Linked DNA regions of Mus musculus: region 2 is linked to region 1. A link is a contact called in public promoter capture Hi-C data. All regions are on one chromosome and are shown on one strand. Each heading gives the region's core, a stretch centred on a gene start, on an enhancer-like site or on the middle of the called end of the contact. The rest is flanking DNA. Distances are from core to core; before and after follow the strand shown.

What was found. Promoter capture Hi-C pulls out the DNA fragments that hold promoters and counts their contacts.
Region 2: a contact with region 1 is called in a promoter capture Hi-C map of embryonic stem cells, with 29 times the contacts expected there. The contact joins the promoter of A430105J06Rik here to the promoter of Dusp10 in region 1.

What each region holds. Positions count from the first base shown.
Region 1 is chr1:184,031,705-184,036,464 of GRCm38.p6, forward strand. It overlaps Dusp10 (dual specificity phosphatase 10), which reads left to right and starts at 2,677. Exons shown (of 4, transcript NM_022019.6): 1 at 2,677-2,865. 1700056E22Rik (RIKEN cDNA 1700056E22 gene) reads right to left here and starts at 2,294. Exons shown (of 1, transcript NM_028516.1): 1 at 1,328-2,294. The coding sequence starts at 2,156. The coding sequence ends at 1,452.
Region 2 is chr1:186,746,453-186,751,212 of GRCm38.p6, forward strand. It overlaps A430105J06Rik (a long non-coding RNA gene), which reads left to right and starts at 2,371. Exons shown (of 2, transcript XR_003948551.1): 1 at 2,371-3,372. It overlaps Rrp15 (ribosomal RNA processing 15 homolog (S. cerevisiae)), which reads right to left and starts at 2,906. Exons shown (of 5, transcript NM_026041.2): 1 at 2,712-2,906. The coding sequence starts at 2,856.

The DNA.
Region 1 (4,760 bases), core at 1,427-3,926:
TTCTGTCTCTGATCTTGGCCACAATTAGCTTTGTCCTTCAGCTCTAACACACAGCACAAGGATCTGGTAGAAACTCTATGCTCCTTTCAGTAGCAACAAAGTCACAGACCAGCATAAGTGCACTACGTGGCCCAAGGGCAGTAAAGAGGCTTTACTCTTTCTCTGGGACAAAAACTAAACAGCAAGGTGTTCCTGGGTATCCGATTGTGTTCATGGCCCTTTGCTGACTGACTGATCCCATACATTTAAACTTAAGGGCTAAGTTTTAGAAAGTATTTTTACATTATGACTCCAAATTAGTAATTGAAATCACCTCCCTTGGCACAAAAGCATCCTGGAGTAGTGAGTGGAAAAACCTACCTGGAATCTGACTTCTTTGAGTATAGCTACTCAAACTGCTGCCTAATTTAAAAAGCCTCCGGATCTTTAGCATATGTTAATGGCTGGTAATTACCATGCATATGTTAATGACATGGAAATTACTCAATGCTTCGGGTTTGATTGATGAGTAATTTTGTCAGTTTTCCCAATTTTTCAGCCTGGATGACAGACTTTTAGTTAACAGAATTACTATAACTTATTAGTCTGAAACTATAATAATCATCTCATTAAATGAGTTACATTTCTTTCTCACATTGCCGGCATCAGGCTTTGTGAATCACAATTTACAGGTTGTCAGTACCTTTAGACAGAGGCTCCTCCAGCCTAAAGCAAACACAACCTTCCCAAAGCCTTCGGTCAATAGAGAACCTCGCTCTACTATACCCCAACCACTTCCACAAGCATCTTTTCATCTTTTTCGGAGCAAGGACGGGAGTTTGCTGTTTACAAATGTACACAGTGATGAACACAGCAAATGTGGCTGGACAGACAAGCATCAGACCTAATACCTAGAACTCAAACCGTAAATGGGAACCCCAGCAGTAAATATTCAGGGATATAGATAACCTACAAAAGTGCTCTGGGAAATTCTTTTCTGGGTTCCACGGAAAATGCGCACAGCCTACCTCCTCCACTAGCCTGATCCTGCTAATCCTCAAAGATCTAAGGACCAAAGGGTGCGACCTGGACACTCGTGTGCAGACATTCGGGTGTGGGTGCTGTGTATTTGGGTGTGTAGACAGAATGGGGCTAAAGAAAATCCTTTTCCAACCCCAGTGTGCACTTGTGTAGAAGTGCTCAACTCAAGGGAGATCATGCTGAATCGACAGAGCTAGTCAGCGAAGGTGATGATGGTTGGACACCTTATGATCCTAGATCAACAGCAATGGTGAATGTCTGGGGCCTAAAGCAAACGCCTCCCATCATTAAGGACATCTGAACCTGCCACGGAGCTGATAATGTTTTATTCCACTTCAATTACTTCACATTTTGGTCTTCCTCTCTGAGGGGGTAGGGAGGTATAAAAAGCTCTATTGCTTTAGGATTCTTTAACGCAACTTCATCACAGTTCATCTGGGCTTTTCCACTCCTTTGAATTCCAGGGTCATTCTTCTGTACCTTCCCTGATATTTTTCTGGCAAGGCGCTAGCAGGCTTGCTCAGCTTCCCACTTCTCTTCACCGGTGACATACCCCGACCAGTAGTGACCCCTCTGATGGACAAAGTTCGGGGAATCGGGAGAGCTGGCGTGGGCCCTTCCATGCTCCTCAAGCGCCGCTCATTCTGGCTGTTCAACCCGAGCTCTGGCTCCTTCCCGCCGGCGCTTGCTGTTCCAGGCTGGCGCTCCTTGGCTCGCCGAGGGCCCTGCGCCACTGAGGGCCGGGGGCGGCCCAGCACCGGGGGGCGGATGGACTGCGGGCTCCAAAACATCGCACAGGGGGAGGTGGCCGCGGGAGAAGCGGGGACCGCGTTGGGAGGAGGTCGGTGCCTGGGCTGCGGGGCTTGTGGGGCGTTCGGAGGGCCCGGCCACGCCCAGCTCTGCGGGACGGCGCCCACGCTGCCCTTCAACACCGGCCCCCAGTGGCTGCTCTCACAGAGCCAGGCGTCCTCCTCCGAGTAGCTCTCCGGAGTGCCGCCTTCGGGATCGGAGTCGGGCTCCTGAGAACAGGTTGGGGACGGCGGAGGAGTGACAGGGTCACGGAAGTAGGGGAACAAGAGCACGGCGCGCAGCCGCCGCGCGGGAGAGCAGTAGGGCAGCCGGAGGGGCAGCGACATCTGCGGGCCGGGCCAAGCGGGGCTGCGGGGAGGCCGGCCCTGTGCACGCTCACGTCCCGCGCGGCGCAGCCACAGCCATGGAGGGACCCGGCTTCGAGTCGTCTCCGGCCTGGGGAAAGTTGGATGGACACTCCACCTGGAGTCAAAAGGCGGAATGGAGACCCCGCGAGGCTGATGTCCTCAACAGGGGGCGGGGGAGGGTCAGAAGAACCAGTTTCAGCCGGAGCGACCAGAGCAAGCCATTGACACTTCAGTCCCAGGAAGGGTTAACCGCGTCCTGCTGCCTAGGTTTACATGTAAATAGAGAGCCGCTGCTCCAAGCGGGCCCGGGCTAGCACTTTTAAGTTTTTGATTGGTTGCCAATGACATCACCACCCGCGCGTTCTAACACACCAAACCCACTAGCGGGTCCGAGCCGGCCTCCCTCCCAAGGCGAGGCCTCGCCCCTTTCTCCGCCCTCCTCGGCTTCTTATTGGTCAGAGACCACTGTGATGTAGCGGGCGGCAGCCTCTGGGTCTTCATTGGCGTATCGCGCCGTCGCTCGGAGGCAACCCCGCCCCCTCCAAAGCTTACATTTACGCTGTAGCAAAAGAGAAAGTAACTCTGTGTTGCTGCTGGGGATCAATGAAGCTGAGTGAATGGGGGCGCACTGCGCGAGCGCATAGCTGGAGCGGGCGCCAGATGGTAGAGGGCTACGCTTATTGATGAAGTAAGTGGAAGACATCACGGGTCACTCAGAGCCGGAGGGTGGAGGGTTCCGTGTGTGTGTGTGTGTGTATGTGTGTGTGTGTGTGTGTGTGTGTGTGTGTGTGTGTGTGAGTGAGAGAGAGAGAGACAGAGACAGAGAGACAGAGAGAGAGAGAGACAGAGACAGTGTCAGAGAGACAGAGACGGACCTACGTCAGGTAAGGAAGATCCTAAGGTTTAGTCTTTTGGCTCTGCTTGCCCTGGGATGAAGAGGGGAAATGAGTTTTGGTTTGGTTAAGATGCTTTATGGCAGTTTTCAAAGCCCAAGGCTTTGCTCATGATGCTCAGTGGTGGCACGGAATAGGGATGCTACGTGCCCCAGGAGTGGGGAAGGAGCATTCTTTAAGCACTTGGTTTTTCTTCAGTCCCTGTTAGTGGTGGAAGGAAGATTAGCGAGAAAGGGGGTAGGGGGTTCGTGCTATTTTTGTGGGAGGTTTCCCGGGCCAGACTGGCTTTGGAGCTATCTGCTGCAAGGATGCAGATCTCAGTGCGCTCTGTGCCCGTGTGTGAGCAGCAGCACAGTGAAGAGGTACCGGTCCCAGCCTGTGTCTCTGGAAAGTCGTTCCCGGGTTCTCCTCCTAGGGAATAGGCTACTAATCCTGGATGTCCCCTTACCAGGTAGCAAAATAGCAAAGACTTTGACTGCATTCATGTTCCAGCTGGGACACAGTTAACAGTTTTTGGAATAGTACTCGCTCTGAAAAAAAAAATACTACGCAAGGGAGAGGGAAGGAGGGAGGGAGGGGAGGGGAGGGGAGGGAGGGAGGGAGGCAGGCAGAAGGTTTGATCCTTTGCTCCCAACCAAAGGTGGGTGAGAGAAACCCGAGTCAGTGGGGATATGCCTACACGGGTGGGGACGTGCTCCTGGGTGCGCGTGTGTGGATTTTGCTGGTGACACTTTGGCTCGGTCTCAGAGAACAGTTACGGTCATGAATAGACCGATGATCCTTGATGTTTTTCCAGTCAGCTCTTAAAGTTCGTTTAGATGAGTGGCTCTTGCTTGGGGTTTGATTTCTCTAGTAGAGGAGTCAGAATTGCTATGTTATAGGGTGGCCTTGTGCCTACCGGGAGGAGGAAAGTGATCCATTGCAGGCACCCTTGGAGGAGGCAAAGGCAGCCCCCGTGGGCTCTAGGTCTGAGCTTCCCAATTAGCCTAACTGTGGTAAAGGGACGAGTGAGGTTGCCCTCTTGGAATCCACACTGTTTCCAAGAAGAATATCAGTATAGGGTTGAAACATTTTTTACAAAGTTGCCACTCCAGTGGAGATGCAAAGTCTGTCTGTATGACCAGATGAAACACATGCTCTTTTTTGCTTAGGGGCACAGCATAGAGAAGTGTAAGGATGAGTGGGGTCACAGAGGAACGGGCCATGGGTCAGCCTGGGGTGGGGTTCCTAGATCTGACTCCTTGGAAACTTGGTTTCTGGATAGTTATTCGTAGTGTAAGTGTGTGTGTGTGTGTGTGTGTGTGTGTGTGTGTGTGGTAATGGCTTGATTTGATTTGGAAGAGTCTAATGTGAGCTCTGAATAGGATGACGTTGAGCTTTTCAAAGGACCCACCAGAATGGAAAGGAAGATTAGCTCCTAGCCATGGAGGCTGACTTAGGGAGACACATTCCTTCTGATATGCAGAAGGTTAACATCCAGCCCCCATGTAAATATAGCTAGCTGCCAAGCATCTCCGTGCATCTCTGTGAGCTCCAACAGTGCTCTTGCTTGTCTCTTTGCCTTGGCTCTGGGGAAAGAAATGAAATACAGTACATGCCAGGGTGGACAGATGCATCCATCACAGGTGAAATAGACTTCTCTGCACAGGAGAGGAGGCTCAGAATAAATCTAAGAGCCTCCCTGTCTGCC
Region 2 (4,760 bases), core at 1,121-3,620, 2.7 Mb after region 1:
CATGTGTAAGGCAGACTCCAGGGGATGTAATTATATAACGCCTCTGGCACAGACCCACGTGCACATAAATACAAATACTAAAAAAGACATAGAGCCAGCTAAATGGCTCAACAAGTCAATGCCCTTGCCACAAGCCTAGTGAGGACCTGAGTTCAATCCTCCTCAGCAATAACAGAGACCCTACTCCTCCTACAGGCTGTCCTTTGACCTCCGCGTGTGCAGGTGCTGATGTAGCACGTCTGTCCCCCCCCCCCCAATAAATAAACAATGCAATTTACAACTTTTAAAGACTCTAATATTAGAGACACAACAACTCCATTGAATGTGGTTCTAGATTAAGAAGAAAAGCTTTAAAAAAAAACAGCAACAAAAGAGTTGGCTTAGTAAATGTAGCTAGAAGAGCCCGTTTCTGCAGCCAAAAGAACAGCTCCAAGCTGAGCCCTAGTCACTTAGGGACCAACAAGACCTGATCCTGAAAAGTAGGTGGTGATCATCACAGAAGCTGCAGACAGGCTGTTAGTGGTTCACAAGAGGATACATTTGACCTCATAACTGTGGATTCTCTATTTGCAAGGTCACATATGTGGGTGGTATCATTAGTTTTGAACAATATAAATACTTCCCGCACATGCCCTCACCCAGACACACTCCATCCTGACCATTTCTTGTGTTCACATCCTCTTGTAACTGTAACTCTAAGTCACTGCCTAGAGGGTTACTGTAACATAATAGAGTGCAAACATTCATTGGATGTTTCTATATTATATGTTTTCATTATATTCATTATATGTTTCTATATTATTCAAAAGCCTCCTTAACATATGATCTAAAGCTGAAGAAAACTTTAGACACCTAGTCAGTATTTGTGCTGAAAAGAACATTTTCCCTCGCAATTATCTAATATTGAGAAAAGAAATCCAATTTCCACCCAAATCCGAAAGCAGTGTTGATGTCTTACTTAAATGTAATAGTGTTTTTTTTTTCTTAGACAGTAATGCTTACAATTATTCAATTCAAAACTGTACCATAGGAGATAAAATGGCTGAGCAGGTAATGGCACCTGCTGCCAAACTCCTATAAGTCCTCAGACCTCCACATGTGGGTACACAGCAAATAAACCAATGCAGTAAAAACACCACCAGGACCAGAGCTTCTAATTCCTGCCCAACAGGTTGTTTTTTTAACCCCTCTGGTGAGGGCTGAGGACCTCAAAAGCTTAGTCAGCTGCTTCTTGGTCTTGAAGTCCAAGTGCACTCATTCGTTAACTTATGGACCCCTGAGTGACAGTTGTTGATCTAGGAACTGAGGTTCAAGTGTCTGCACACTTAGGGAACTTTCAAACAGCACAAACGCTTCACAAGATTTAAAACGTGGTGCTTTTAAAGTGAGCAGAGTGGGGCTGGAGAACATGTGCATGCATTGCTCTTCCACAGGAACAGTTTCTTCCTCAGCAGCCATTCAATCTCCTCTCACGCCCAGCGCACATACATACAACTTAAAAATAAATAAAGTAATAATAATAATAAAAGCGTCTAAAGAAAGCAAAGCATCAAGCCTCAAGTGAGAGTGACAGAAAAGGCTGCATTAGAAAAATAAGGGAAAATCTCTTTGACAAGTACTGGACCAGAGACTGAAGTCAATGAAAATGTAGGTGACATACAGGTGTTTCAGGAATACTGCAGGCAAAAGGCAGAGACCTCCAGAATGAGCAGCCAACATGAACAGAAAACAGCAGAGCAGCAAGTGACCAGACCTATCATGCAAGTTAAAAGCAAGTTAAAAATTCTGAATGTTACTCATGAACTAGTGGCTTCCCGTAGTAACTGAAGCCACATTCGCGGTTAACTGAAAGCATTAGCCACACCGAAGCAGTAAAGGAGTGTGGGAGCCAAATGCCTGAGCTTCCTAAGAAGCTCCTGCCAAGAAGTATGTTTAAAAGTAGCAGCCAACCCCAGCCACACAATGGGGAGACCTCCGGAGACTCACCTACCTTTCATTCTGAAACTGTATCAAACGTTACTTCAGTATCTCTCCTTTACCATTTCTTTAACTCTCTCTTTTCTAACTCCCAAAGGCTCACAATCCCCCCTGCACAGTAACAGTATTTCTTCTCTCTTGTGGCCTCTTGCTGCTGGCTCCCTGAGCCTATCCCACCCATTATTTCAATCGCGACCCTTCCTTTCACTTTGCTAGGGGTTCCAAATAGAAGCTCGCAACATTGCTCTTACAGCCGTTTCTATGATCTGCTAACAAACTGACTGGCTGTAAGTAAAAAGAGTCAAATCCTCCCAAAGATGCGAACATTTTGCAAGGTTCTCAATACCAGCTTTGGTTCTTCTGTGCCCAAACACTTAGCCTATGTTTTGATCTGCGACAACTAACCGTGTTTTTACTCCACTTCTAAGCGGGTACAGGACCTGCAAAAGGCCTGGGGTTATCGCCTGCCCATCTTTTGCTCTGCTCTTAATTTGTGTACTGCCTGTCATTATCTCTTCCTTTACTGTTAAGTTTCTGATTGGCACCGGCAGTTTCGCCCATCTCAGTAACAGCTGACTGAGTGGAAACACAAAATTAACCGTGACAGCGAGGAGCCTCGGAACAGCAGGGCTCCTCGCCCAACCTCACTCGCCCCACACACTCAACGGCAAGGAAACGCAACCCTAGCCATGGGAAGGAAGCTCAGCCGCCGAAGCTCCGCCAGGCCACATTACCTTCTCCATCAGAAGAGTCTTTGACCTCATCTTCTAGCTTCGACGCTGCAGCCTTGGCTACCATCTTCATCTTTTTCTTCTTCTTCGGAGAACGCTTCAGTATCTCCCCTGGGCTCACACGTGAGTCCTGAACGGCCGCAGCCATCTTGGCTCGCCGGAAGTGCCACCTGATAATTCCGTCGTGTTGCAACACACGGAACTTCCTCCTCTAGTTCCGGAACAGTTGTCCCGCCTGAAGTTCCGCTGTGGGAGCCTCGGGTAGGGACGGAGAGAGGACACGACCTACCGGTTTTCTCCGGCAGAGTCGGTTCCTGGCCTCACCCCGGCCCCTTCTGGGCGGCTGCTGCTGACTGCTCTCCTTTCCCTCCCCCAGAAGCTGGGTTCCGAGTTAGAAACCGCATTCCGAACCCACTGAATCGAGACTCTCCGAGAAGGAATGGATAACAAGGGAACAGCTACGGAATCAGAAAGCAAGCTCAACTCTTAACATGTTCTTGTGCTGGTTTGGCTTTTGTTCTGTTGTTGTTGTTGTTGTTGTTGTTGTTGGCTATTGTTCTGTTGTTGTTGTTGTTGTTGTTGTTGTTGTTTTTCCCCTAAGGACCAAGCACGGTGTTTTTGAATGGACGTTTCTGGATTTTGATAGATCTGAGAGGCTGCCCGGGTAAGGGGCGGTGGAATGAGCCATGTCCTAAATCCTCCCTAGCACCTGCCCTAAACTAAAGCAGCCTTGCAGTTAGTCCCAAGGTGGGGTTTGGGGGTGAGGGCGACAATAGGATTACCCTCCTAAATTAAACCTTTAAATCCTACCTAGTTCCTTCACTAATCTGCTAAACTCAGACTCCACCCTTCCTTCGAAGGACTACAAATGTAAGGAATCCCCTTGGTTTTGTGACTTGCTCTTGGATTCCCCACCATATTCCAGCCCCCACCCCAAAGCCCACCAGTGTTATTAAAGGATCTGGTCTCCTGAAATACGTCCCAGCAGCCGTCTATAGCGAACCAGTAGGTTTTCATTCTTTATATATTGGTTTTTAGTACTCCAGATTTGTCTTAAAAGAAAAAGAAAAGCTGGGCGTGGTGGTGCACACCTTTAATCCCAGCACTGGGGAGGCAGAGGCAGGCAGATTTCTGAGTTGAAGGCCAGCCTGGTCTACAGAGTGAGTTCCAGGACAGCCAGGGCTACACAGAGAAATCCTGTCTCGAAAAAAATAAAAATATAAGAAAAGAAAGAAAAGCAACAGAAAATGTGAATCCTCATGTTGATTGATTTCAATTGGTGTCTATGTATGTATGTATATATATATATATATATATATATATATATATATACATCCTAAAAACAAGAAAACATTTTTTTTAATGGCACAGGAAATACAGCTTTGTAAGTATGGTTTAAGAGACGATCAGATGCCAGCGTAAGTCTCTGAAAAGAACAATTCCAGTCCACATAAATGAGTTTCCCAGGTATTGCTACTTCCTGGGTCTTCTCACCTCTATAGCAGTACAGTGCTTTAATTAGAACGCTGTGCTGGCTGGCCCTGAGGCTACTTCGCTTTGGTCACATATTTAGCACTGTAACAGGGCCCCAGACCTTAGCCTAACTGACTCCATGATGGAAGCACCATTCAAGCTGTAAGAAATGTAGACAGTACCACCTGTCAAAACAAAAACAAAGACCTAATCCATCAAAGTCCATACAGTTCTGAGAAAGTCTCAAAATGTACTAACCTTCCTTTTAGCTTCTACAGTTCCATTTCTGGCTAACTGCTCTTAATAACTGAAGTATATCAACTCAGAGCATAGGGTTGTGCTTAAAGGCTCGCCCTCAGAAAGGCTCACTGGTACGGTGAGATCCTAAAATCCCAGTCCAGTTGCTGGGCAGCTAATAAAGACTTTTTTTTGGGGGGGGGGGGGAGGCAGGGGTTTGAGACAGGGTTTCTCTGTGTAGCCCTCACCGTCCTGGAACTTACTCTGTAGACCAGGCTGGCCTCAAACTGAGAAATCCGCCTGCCTCTGCCTCCTGAGTGCTAGGATTAAAGGCATGCGCCA